Linked DNA regions of Triticum aestivum: region 1 is linked to region 2. A link is a contact called in public Hi-C data. All regions are on one chromosome and are shown on one strand. Each heading gives the region's core, a stretch centred on a gene start, on an enhancer-like site or on the middle of the called end of the contact. The rest is flanking DNA. Distances are from core to core; before and after follow the strand shown. Region 1 holds the start of LOC123145222 (U-box domain-containing protein 5). Region 2 holds the start of LOC123145220 (transcription factor bHLH137).

Evidence for each region. Hi-C and Micro-C count contacts between places; a contact is called where the count stands out from the background.
Region 1: a Hi-C map of leaf shows a contact between it and region 2, with 8 times the contacts expected there. The contact joins the promoter of LOC123145222 here to the promoter of LOC123145220 in region 2. A contact is called at or near these places in 2 of 5 Hi-C or Micro-C datasets (both in leaf) and 1 of 1 datasets of contacts at active chromatin or transcription factors (leaf).

The regions. Positions count from the first base shown.
Region 1 is chr6D:378,821,792-378,828,057 of IWGSC CS RefSeq v2.1, reverse strand. LOC123145222 (U-box domain-containing protein 5) reads left to right here and starts at 3,961. Exons shown (of 7, transcript XM_044564596.1): 1 at 3,961-4,216; 2 at 4,342-4,487; 3 at 5,782-5,866; 4 at 6,105-6,266. The coding sequence starts at 5,825.
Region 2 is chr6D:378,486,717-378,493,001 of IWGSC CS RefSeq v2.1, reverse strand. LOC123145220 (transcription factor bHLH137) reads left to right here and starts at 4,920. Exons shown (of 6, transcript XM_044564594.1): 1 at 4,920-5,418; 2 at 5,537-5,737; 3 at 5,826-5,960; 4 at 6,081-6,285. The coding sequence starts at 5,122.

The DNA.
Region 1 (6,266 bases), core at 2,712-5,211, 340 kb before region 2:
TTCGCGATCCACCACCGGCATGCATGTCGGGCCGGGGCAGGTGGACCCGCCGTGTTGGCCAGCTCCGGTCGAATCGGGAGACGCGGCAGGCAACCGCTGGCTAATCGAGACGTGCGGCCGGCCGGCGATCGGTCGAGCATCGCCCGTCGTCGCCTTTGCATAAAGCAGCGCTCGCACTCGCTCGATCGACGTGGTGCGGACAGCATCCGCATCCGCATCCATCTATCCGTCGTGTGTTTGCCGGGCCGGTTGTTCTGTTTCTTTCGTATCAAATGAACAAAAAACAAAAGCTAGGGACACCTTTGGTAGCCTACATAAGAGCATGTACAGCCGGGTTTAACAAATCCGGTCCCTATACGCCCGCGAGCATGTTCGGCCGTGTTTGTGGACAGCGTCGGACGGCCCCTCATTTGGACAACCGTACATCCACACACCTTAAGTGCGGATTCTTAAATCCATGCAATTCATACACGTCGATCTTATGATACAAATCATCCTAATTCAACCGTTCAAAACAAATACGACAAATCAAATAAATCATACTCCCTTCGATCTTTTTTATTCTGCATATAAATTTTGACCGAAGTCAAAGTCCCTCTACTTTGATCAAACTTATAGAAAAATATATTAAACATTCACAATGCCAAATCAATATTGTTAGATTAATTATGAAAGGTGGTTCGATAGTATATCTATTTGATATTATAGATGTCGATAGTTTTTAGTATAAATTTGGTCAAACATTGCAAAGTTTGACTTGGCACAAGTCTAATATGCGGAGTAAAAAGGACCGGAGCGAGTAGCTCAACAATCCGGACATGCCAAAATGAAGGGCAAGTTATCCTCAAATGATGGAGTGTCGGACCTCTTGCCTTTGTCGTCTTTGGCTTCTTCCTCTTCTTGCTCGGATTGAGATATGACGTTGTCCCAACTTCAAGTGAAGGGCAAGTTGGATCCCCCTGCATTTGGGTCGAATCTTCATTATCATTGATCATGTTCAACATGATAAACTCTTAAATGATCATGGTTTCCAAGCACTGATCATGTCCTAAATGAACTAGCGGTCTATGCAAAACAATGCACATAGCATATGCAAAGTTGAAAAGACAGGAGCAATAAGAACATACCGAATCTTATTGTGTCATTCCGTCGAACAAGTTGTGGGCAGCCCGGGCGCAGTCGGTGCTCGTGCTTGTCCACGCCCAAACGAGCTGCGGAGAGTAACAGACGTCCACTGGTGGCATATGCGTGGGTGGATATAGCGGAAACGACCCGGACTATGCAAAATCCCGCATTTTTTACAGGATGGCCGATTTTGCGGGATCTATCCAGGCGGGAAAGACTCCCTTGTCCGCTAAATCGCTGTTATTAGGGCATCTCCAAGGCGGACCCGCAAATCGCTCGCATCCGTCCGGACCGCGCTGTCCGGACCGCATAAGCCATCAACGCGGGTCTGTACCGTCTGCGGGGCGGTCCGGACGCGTTTTCTCCCGCAAATTAGAGACAAAGTGGGGGAAGGTTTGTGGGAGTACGAACACCCGAAACGTAGGACTCCGACACCCGGCCCACCCAATACCCCCTCCCGGTCCCATTTCCTTTCACTCCGCCCCTTTCCCCTTGCTTTGCATCCGCACCCTCCACCTGCGCCGCCGTCGCCGTACGTCTTCGGCCGCCATAGAGACATTGCCGGACGTCCGCAACCTGCGCCGACGTGCGTGCTCACCTTTACGACATAGTTGTCCACCCTGGAGCCGTTTGTACCCAGGTACACTCCGCCCACTGTCGACGACCTCCATGGCGGACAACATGCCCGACAAGTGTTCGGTCAAATGTCATCGAGCTTATTTTTAAATGCTATGCCTTTTTTAAGTACGAAGGATGGTGAGCTACTCGGCCATGGAGGATGAGTTGTTGTGCGATGTGTGGCTGGCCGTATCCACGGATTTCGTAGGCAGGAGCAGAGGGCCGACCTTCTGGGAGCAAGTGCATGAAAAGTTTCACACGCGAAAGCATATTGCGCCCTACGACATGTACGTCATTCAACCACACAACGTGAGGTCGTTGTCGTATTGCTATCACGTTATACAGATCAGCGTGATCAAGTTTTGCGACGTGATTCGTCAACTCGAGGCAACGTGGCCATTGCACGCAGCAGAGGACGAGATCGTAAGTTTTACTTACTCTTTTCTCAACTTGTTGATTGATTCATTTACTCAATGTTGTCGACGCATTATATGTAGCCCGCACGCGTTGCCGTGGTGTACCACAGGACAGAGAGGCGGTCATTTACATGTACACACTGTTGGGTGAAGCTGAAGGGGCAGTATGTGTGAGATGAAATGATCGGTTCATGAAAAACTTGTTGGACATCTGGTTAATCTCGCAGAATCGAGACATTATTGTATTAGACTCAATTTGCATGCTTTGTTTGGATGATTTGTGCTATTTTTTATCGAAACTTTGATGAATATCGGCCGGTTTGTTTAAATGCGGGTCGAAATGTATGTGGCTATGGTTGAATGGCAGTCCCTCACATCCGTGTTCGTGGACGGATGCGAGGGAAATTTATGTGTTGCTGTTGCAGATGCCCTTATTCCGGATGACCATTTTACAATATCTGCTGGAAAAAAAAAACAATATCTGCTGGAGATGCTCTAAGCCTCTTAAGCAAAGACTCGTACGTATATGAATACTCCTAATTAATTCCCCTGAGCAGGTAGCGGGAGATAAGTTTATCGCCATTCTGTTTCTTTTGTGATCAAGGAACAGAAAACTAGTACTAGAACAAGACTAGGATCGGATCATCCTTTTTGTTGCATGAGAGCAACCGCCGGCTGCTCGCACTGCATGACGCGTACGTACGTCAGTGGTTTGCTAACTGATCGCCCTTACCGAATCAATCATGCACGCAGCATTCACAAGCGTGGCTTCACATGATGATGCGTGATGCATAACATTGGTAATGCATCATGACTCATGCATGAAGTATGATTATTCGAGTCAAGACGACGGTAGACTGCTCTCTCCACTTATGATTCCTTTGTTCGGGTAATCTTTGTCTATAAAACTCCTGAAACGAGGTGTGGTGTCAAGTTTCTACATGTACACACGCAAATTACTACTTAGGACGGAATAAGAGGTAGTGTATTTGTCAAGCTGGGTCTTTAGTTAAGCCGAACGAATGCTTATCCCTCCAAATGTGGGCGAAGAGAATGACATTCTTGCGTCGCGTGCTTCCGCTGGAAGCAAGTGATTACTAAGTACCTTAAGCAAAGACTCGCTTCCTGTACGCAGTAGTAGTAGTAGTATGAATACTCCCAAGCTCTCCGGTGGGATAAGTTGATCGTTTCGGCAGCATCCAACAGAAGCCGAATCTTCCCCCAACCACTAATGACCAATCAATTTTTTTATAAGTTTCAACGCGGGCCTAACAAAGCCCCTGAAAATCATCAGCAGGCGGCGGCGTGCAGCTCGCATGGCATGGCCCTGCCTTTTCGCCCGCCCCTGCTGCCGCGTGCGGTCCGCGGGGCCGCGTCCGTCCCCGGGCTGGTGCACCGCCATGGCACGTACGTGTCCACGCGCGCGGTCTCGTGGGAAGGTGGTGGCCGTGCGCGCGGTCATCCCAAATCTTTGTGCGCGTCTCTACTCGCTGCCCTACCGAGCCGATGGAGATGGACAGGGCAGCCATCGGGGGGGGGGGGGGGGGGGGGGGCGGGCCCCGAAAACCGCTATGGCGGAGACGGCGACCGGGAATGGAAAAGCAGGGGCAGCGCGCGGGTCATGGTGGAAAAAATTGACACGAGCCCGAGCACGAGACCGAGGGAGAGGAGGAATATTATACTGCCTGGCGCGCGCGCTATGGGTGCGTGCAGGTGGTGGTGGTGGTGGTGTGCCTGTCTCTCCCATCATTTCCACGATTCCTTTCTCCCTCTCTCTATCTGTCTCGCTGCCCCCTTCTCCCCTCCTCCCCCCCCACCCCACCCCACCCCGCGCCGCCTTTATCCGTCTCCCTCTCCTCTATACACTAGACCAGAGTAGGAGACTGGTCGACCCAGGGAGGGAGAGAGAGCAGGCACCTCCGTACTCCATTAGCCCCCACACCCTTCCTCGAACCCACCCCCTTTGCGGCATCGAAATCCAAGGACCCATCCACCCTTCTTCCATGGCTCGGTGAGCCGCCAGCAGAGCAGAGGGTTGCCGTTCTTGCGCTGCGGAGGTTGGTTCGATTCGATCCCTCCCCTGCCCCCGCTCCACGAGCCTCTGCCGCTCTTGCTCTTGTTGTTGCGGCTTCGCGAGGGAGGACGTCCGGTTGATTCCTTCCGTCCGCCTTTGTGGTTGCAGGAGGCAGCAGGGTTCCTTCCTTCTATCAATCCCCTCTGTTCCCCTGTCGAGGGGCAACAGCAGCAACGAGGAGGAGGAGGAGGAGAAGGTTCTTTGCCTTCTCTGCGCGCAGCTTGGTTCGTTCCTCCCGACTCCCGCGCCAGCAGGTTGGTTTCCTCGCCTCCCTTCCAACCCGATTCCGTTCCATCTGGTTATGCCCCTATGCTGTTGCTGCTTGATTGGAGCCTCCTGTGTGCATCCTCTCTTGTTAATGATCCCGAGGGGTTTGGTACCATTTCCATGGGCAATAATCACTTTTGGATCGAGTTAGTAATCGTCGGCTGGTCCTGTCCTGCTCTTCCCTCCCCGGGAACACAACACTCGATCTTTTTTATCAGTTTCTTTTTGTTTGCACCGTTTAGGTCCACTCCTTTTTACCCGAAGGGGCTAATTTTTTATGCTCCTTTGTACCCTTCCACTGCTTTCCACTTTGTACTAATGGCCAGGGATGTTGTGCTTGATGCCTCATGCGGGTTTGATTGATACTTGATACAATACTACACCAACTGATCAATGGATTTTTGCAAAACTCCATTCTCCTTTCCTCTGTGCCTATGCTTCTTGAATCAAGCTTAGCAGTTGCAAAAAGTATGTTTGCTTAGCTGATACGACTGGTAGTTTGTCATGTACCCACCCATTGGCACCCTTTGAAACTCAGACTATGTCTCGTTTCTTTATTCCTGCTCTTATCCGTGATTTGATTTCTTCAACCATTTGTATAAGGCGGAGGAATGAAATGGTCTACTGGCCTATAATCAACTCGGTTCATTCTTATTTTATTACATGGTTGTTGAAACAACAAAGAGACCGGCTGCGGACCAATCTGTTGACTTTCAATAATGGTGGTGGTTCAACCCGTATTTTGACCAATCAGTTGACTTTTTTTATTGGCTAAGCTGGGTCACTGGGAGTTGGGCTAGGGCCATATCCTCTCTGTTACTGATGACATGTCTTGGTTTCTTGACGATTAATCATTGTTCGTAGATGCGATCTAGTTATGCAGTTGGTCCTGTAAGTGTAAGGGGAGTTTGCTTTGATAGTTTTGACCATAGCACGCGTACCCGGCATAGTTATGAAAATGGATAGCTACTATAAAGTTGTTGTGATAAACAGTTAATAAATTGTCTAATTCTGATAAGGACAAAGTATTCAGAAAAAATGCATGGTGAAAAATGTTCCCTTGATGCAACAATCCACCAGCATACCATATAAATTTGACATGTGCGTTGACTGGACTATTGTTTCGTTTGACAGCTTTGGTAAAATTGCATACATCACAAGCACATGTTGAATTTTATTTTATCTTAACAACTTGTCATTCTTCAGTGTCATGATATGGTTGGATTTCCATGACTTAATTCACAGCATTTTCCTGACATTATTATCTTCTGTGTTGGACAGTTCAAGGCCCTTCAGATTAAGATTGGTGCGCCGCTCTTTGTCGATGGCGAACACGGGTTTATCACGGCGTAACTCTTGTCCAAAGGTAGAATACTGAATTACCTCTCCATTTTTGCAACCATTCTACTTTTTATTCAGGCATGGGCATTTGGTTATATGCATTTATTATGCAAGATGAAACCCTCTCGCGTATGGCGGGGACATCATGCTGTTTTTTATGTCATAGAAGTCATGTGAGGGTGGCATTCATTGTTTTTTCAGTTTCATCTTCGTGTACCTAATTTCTGTTTATGCATTTATATGAATTGTTTTGCTTTTTTTAGGTTCACAGCTCATTGTGCAGTGAGCTGACTATGATGCTAGATAAAATCTCCTCTATTCTTCCATCAATTGAGGCAGCTCGGCCGGGATGTAGAGCAGGAATACAGGAATTGTGCAACTTATACCATATAGTTGAGAAAGGAAGACTCATAACTCAGCACTGC
Region 2 (6,285 bases), core at 3,671-6,170:
TAAACGATCATAATGCTAAGCTAACGGATGAGTCTTGTCCATCACATCATTCTCTAATGATGTGATCCCGTTTATCAAATGACAACACATGTCTATGGTCAGGAAACATAACCATCTTTGATCAACGAGCTAGTCAAGTAGAGGCATACTAGGGACACTCAGTTTAGTCTATGTATTCACACATGTACTAAGTTTCCGGTTAATACAATTCTAGCATGAATAATAAACATTTATCATGATATAAGGATATATAAATAACAACTTTATTATTGCCTCTAGGGCATATTTCCTTCAGTTCTACTCTTCCTTGTCGGAGACCGCGCCTTCACTTCACGGGTCTTACCCCCGTCGCTCATAAAGACAGTAGAAGGACGACATGGTAACCAGAAGGGAACAACAAGGATTTGGACGATTGGCGCCGCCGTAGGCTAGACTTAGGTTCGGTCCTTTTTTTAATGAAAATTGTCTGAAATGTAATGAATGTGGTCCAATTTATATAAAAATCACCTGGTTTGCATGTAATTCATTCGGTTAGTTGGAATCCGGTTTAAAATGTATGTGGTTATGGTTGGATGGATGGCTACCGCATCACCTGCTTTCATTTTTTTGTTTGGAACCTTGTTTAAGGCCCTCTTTGATTCGTAGGATTCTTAAAAATGTAGGAATAGGAAAAATAAAAGATTGAAGTGGCATGCCCACTTGAATCCCGTAGGATTAGCACAAAGTGTTTGATGCCACGGGAAAAACAAAAAAAATGACGAAAGAGGTTGGAGTGGATGCTAGATTTTCAATGAAATCTAGTACACATGATTACATAGGTAAAATTCCTATAAGATTCAATCCTATGAATCAAACAACCATTGTAAAAAAAAGCCTAAGGATTTTGACTCTTCAAAAATTCTATAAAATTTCTTTGAATCAAAGGAGCCCTAAACATGCGGGGTCCTGTGCTTCACCTATAAAGCGGGGATGAAGGCGTCTTTCGTGAAGTATTCATCGGCAACTCTAAAACAAAATGCCGTTTGACCTCTGGTTTACGGCCATTTACACGCATCCTAGTCAGACAGAACTGAAGCAAAGATTAACATGCTGCCAAGTTGGGGCTGCATCACGACAAAAGGTTAATTTCAGTGTCCACGATAACCAAGGCAAGGTGATCCGCACCAGCAAACAGGGGACGATGATGAGGATCAGAGAAGCAAGCAGCCACTTGCGTGCACCGCAGAAATCCGGCCTGTTTCCATCAGATCGAATTGCGTCCAGAACGAAAGCATGGTGCTGCTGCTGCTGCTGCTGGATCTGCGATGGCAATTCCACATCGTTGGTCACTTTTGAGCGATTGATAGGCCAGCTAACGAGAAGAGCTGGTGACACAGACGCGCAACAATTGAAGCAGAGAGAGGATCGGCCGATGGTGGAGCCAGTGCAACGCATCCATCTTCCATGTCCTGTTTGTTAATTAAGCTCTAAAAGATACATATATTTTGTTTCACTTGTCTTTCTATAATCTCCCCTTCCGTGGCGTGTCAATGCATGCTTCCCTCCCCGAGGATCAAGATTAATAAAGCGCCTGCGAGCGAAGGTGGTGCGGTGGAAGGAATGCCGGGCGTTGCCACACCACACGGGACAATGGGGCGGGCCGGAGGTGCGCATGTGGGGTGTCTGCTCACCGGTGGTTTTCAGGGGCCCTGTTGGGCGCACCGGCAGAGATCCCCTCTGCCGCGCCTCCCGCCGGCAGCGACAAATACAAGACAAGCCACACACAACCCACCTCCCCCACCCCGCAGTGCATGCATGCATCGCATGGGCCTGACAGAGGCCCATCCATCCATGCATCGACGACCTGCAATTGATATGAGCCTCATCATCAGAGGGCACCTGCACCTGCATGCACATACTGGCATGCCTCTGCCTGCCTGATCGATCTCCTTGAATTTCCGGTCGACCTGACTCTGACCGTGTCTGCCCACAAGAGGAGGCGGAGGACGCGGGGACGCCGGCCCTTTCCCGAACGGAACAGGAACCCCGTCCGTTCTCGAGGAGGACGTTGCATGCATGCGTGCATGCGTGATGCATCGTCTGGCGCTGGCTGCTCCGGAGCAGTAGCGGACTGCAGGGCCGACAAGGTAGACGAGAGGTTTGGCTGGGTTGGTGCTATGAGGATGATGGGCTGATGGGCATGCGATGCATGTACGTATGGGGCTAGAGCACGCACGTAGCCAGCCGCGGCTACTGCGGTGGCGCTCGCTCCATCGGCCTGTGTGGTGCGGGCGCTGGACGCGTCCATGACTGCGACCACGCCGGAGGGAGCAATGCAAACGACCAACGGTGACTTGCTAGCTCCACTGACCAGTGACCACGAGCTGGGTAGGTAGGTCCTATCATCTGAATCAGTGATTCTTCCCACCTTTAGCTGAAGCCGCTCGACAAAACGGTGACCGCTAAGCTACCCTGCTAATTAGGGAACTTCAGAACATTCAGGTTATCAATTCCAGATGGGCTAGTTTTCTTACGCTTTGCATAAATTAATTTATAGCACTTAGCAGTCAATTGCTTTTGTTGTATCATATGTGATACTCCTTCCGTCTGAAAAATCTTATCCCAAACTTATTCCTCAAATGGATGTATCTAGCACTAACTTGGTGCTAGATACATTCATTTGAGAGACAAGATTTTTCGGACGGAGGGAGTATGTGTGTATCTTAACTATGTAAAGTCCGGATGCAAACTTTTTCCGCTTTGTATCGCCTTGATGCAATACTTGAAGTCAATAAAAAATACTGGATCTGGATGTATTTTTTATTATTTCTAGTGTTCGTTGTACTACCATGATTGAAGATGAATAGATTGAAAGTTTTCCTCGTAAAAAATAATAAGAGATTGCTTTATCGAAGAAGAAGAAGAAGAAGAAGCAGCAAAACTCCAAATCACTTTGTCATAAACGGAAACTTAAAAACTAAATTACTCCATGCATGATGCGTACTAAATGTATCGCTCAGCAAGATATGGACAAACTTCCAAAAACATATCGACCAATTTGTGAACACCAACGAAAAACAATTGAACAAAAAACGTTGAGGATCCTCGACCTTTGTAGCTTCATTCAAACATGAACACCAACGATTTCACATAAATATCACAACATTCTCAAGATACTGCAAATGCTCCGGCCGCGGACGAATTGAAAAAAAGAAACACTCAAATCAGGCTTTCGACCCGATTTATATATAAAGCAACGAACTAAAGTACACGAAAATCGACAAAAATCACTACACTGTCGCAGGTCTCATCCATCATCATCGTCAGTACTGGTATCAGAAGAGGACTGATGGTGCCAGAGGAATTAAGCCGACGTGCACGTATACTGATCATCGTATTAGCGACAACGCAAAGCACAATTTCCGACAGTAATGGCCAAAGGGTTGTTATCATTAATCCGGCGATCTCGCCGTCTTAATGCAGTGTACACGTGGCGGATGTGCGGTGGTGGGGGCCGGTGTGCGAGTGAGTGCACGCAGAGAGGAGAGGATAGAGCTGTCCATGCGGTTATTGCAGCAGCTGTCACCGCGCCAGTCGTCCTTTTGTAGCCTCCGTCAAAACTCAGAGAGCAGCCCTCTTGTTTCACTGCATGCACAAAGGGGTCCTTCATTTCTTAGCTGTTCATTTTCACTGGGTAGTCTCATATGCCCGGCCTGTTTCTGTTAATTTCACCGTTCGGTTACCTGTTTTTTTTTCTCCTCATTTTGTGATCATAGCTTCTAGGTCAATTATACGATAAGTTCAGCGCATCACAACACAATTCAACAACCACGGTAAAATTATGGAAGTGAATGATTTAGGCACATATTATTAGCAAGTCATGTTAATACTGAGAAACACACTATCATTTCTTCGGACAATAGACTTACCTCCCAGCTTATATTGAAAACCTGAGAAATAATACCATGATGTACTTCTCATTCAAGATCCCGTTTGAGATCGAGACTCGGATTTCCCCTGTTTACCGTGGAGACCAAGATATTTTCATGTGAAGGCGTGCGGCCTCGGGGTCGGTGTGGATGCCAGAGTGGCGGCTTGTGAGAGCGGATTTGTGTTCCTGGGTGTCGGAGTTTGGTCACTTGGGTGGCAGATATGTCAACTCATCGGGTACGTGGCCTAGGGCCCAATTTGGAAGCCGGAACCGCCACGGCTTCGGAGAGCGTCTGTGTTGTAGGGTGTCGATTCTGGTAACATGGGTTGCAGAATCGTTGGCTCGTCTGGTATGCAACCTCGGGGCCGGTGTGTGTTGTTGAGGTTTGTAAGCTGGAGGCCTGGAGCGGCAACCCGGGTCGTATTGTAGGGTGTTGACTATGGTCTCTTGGGTGACAAGGTCATCGGCTCGCTTGAGGTGCAGCATCGCCCCGAGAGCTGAACCAAAGTCGGCCGTTTCGAGACCATGGAGCTTTGGCTGGTGTGTGTCTCTGTGTAACACGGTTGTATCGGTTTTCGGTCAGTTTTTCTTGTTAACTTGTCAATTTTTCTTCTTCTATATGAAGAGGCAAAGCTACTATTGATTGCTCGAGAAAAAAAAAGTTTCGTATACCCATTTCTGATCAATGGCTATCGTTCACACATCATAACCGGTCTCCTAGCCTCACCGGTCGACAGCGCAGCAGCCTTACAAATTAAGGCAGATGTGGGAACGAGCCACTTACCAATTTGCAGACAAATGGAGGGGCCTGAGCGGGACTTGCTAGCCACTGCACTGCATGCATCTGCCAGCTGAAACACAGGGCCCCGGCCCTCCTTTACCCAGCCCTGCCCTACCTCACATGATCACACCTAAAGGAAAGGGCCCAATCCAATCCAATCTCGCAGGAAAAGTACGATTACTTCCTACACAGCCACCTATCATTCCCTCTATATATATGGATTAGGAAAAATTCCGGGGAGCACAAAAGAGGGCCGGGGAGGGAGACAGGGACACGCAAGCTTCAGGCACAAGCCCTACGCCGCCTCGCCTCGCCTCGCCTCACCTCGTTGCTTGTCTTCGAAGATCCGTAGTTAGTTGCACTGCACCAAGAAGAATCAACCAAAGCTTCGCCCCGACTTAATCGATCGATCTTGGCGCGGCGCTGATTAATGGCGCACTGCGGCGGCGGTCCGGGTCCGGCGGCGCCGCGGGAGGCGTCATCCGTGGAGAGCCATTTCCAGGGCCTGCTCGACGACGACGACAAGTACCGCGCATTGTGCGGCGCGTTCGGGTACCTGCAGCAGCAGGAGTGGCCGGACCTCAGCGGCGCGTGCTACGCGGCCTTCGGCGCGCCACCGCCGCCGGGCACCAGCAACGGCGCCGGCAACTCCTTCTCCTGCAGCGGTAGCGCCAGCAGCGGCGGCGGCTCCACTAAGAGAAAACCTGACGCGTATGTAGACGCAAAGGTGAGTCGGACGATGTTCTTGTACATGCGCTGCGAGCCTCTGTCTCTGCGTGAGCCTCGAGCTGCGCTCTGCTTATTATTGGTGTGCCAGTCTTTGACTGACAAAAAAGCTTTGCCAGGACGACTGCAAGAGGCCGAGAGGGAAGCAGCAGCTGTGCGATCCTGACGAGGCTGGAGCGGCGGCGAAAGGGAGGCCGGAGAAAGCCAAGGCGTGCGCCAGGAAGAAGCCGGAGCCGGCGGCCGCCGGCCAGAAGACCGACTACATCCACGTCCGAGCCCGCCGCGGGCAGGCCACGGACAGCCACAGCCTCGCCGAACGGGTATGTATTGATACTCCTAGTCTCCTAGAAAGAACAATTAATCTTGTGTATATATGTGCACAATTTGATCCTGATGCGCATGATGCAGGTGAGGCGGGAGCGGATCAGCGAGCGGATGAGGTACCTGCAGGAGCTGGTGCCCGGCTGCGACAAGGTCACCGGCAAGGCCGGCATGCTCGACGAGATCATCAACTACGTCCAGTCCCTGCAGAAGCAGGTCGAGGTACGCACGACGCATCAACCAGACCAAACCAGCTTGAATCTACTGTATTTCTCTCGGTGTCCGTTCATCGGAGATCACGCTGCATGCTTCTTACCGTTGGACATGGCTGCACGCACGCAGTTCCTGTCCATGAAGATCGCCGCCTCCAACCCGGTGGTGAACTTCAACATCGTCGACGACCTCTTCGGCGGCAGGCGGATGAACCAGGCGTGCGGCCCCTCCATGACGACGCTGCCGATGCACCAGGGGCAGCTGGACCCGTCCTGCCTTCAGATGAGCAGCGCTACCATGCAGCAGATGCAACAACCGGCTGCCGGGTTCGGGC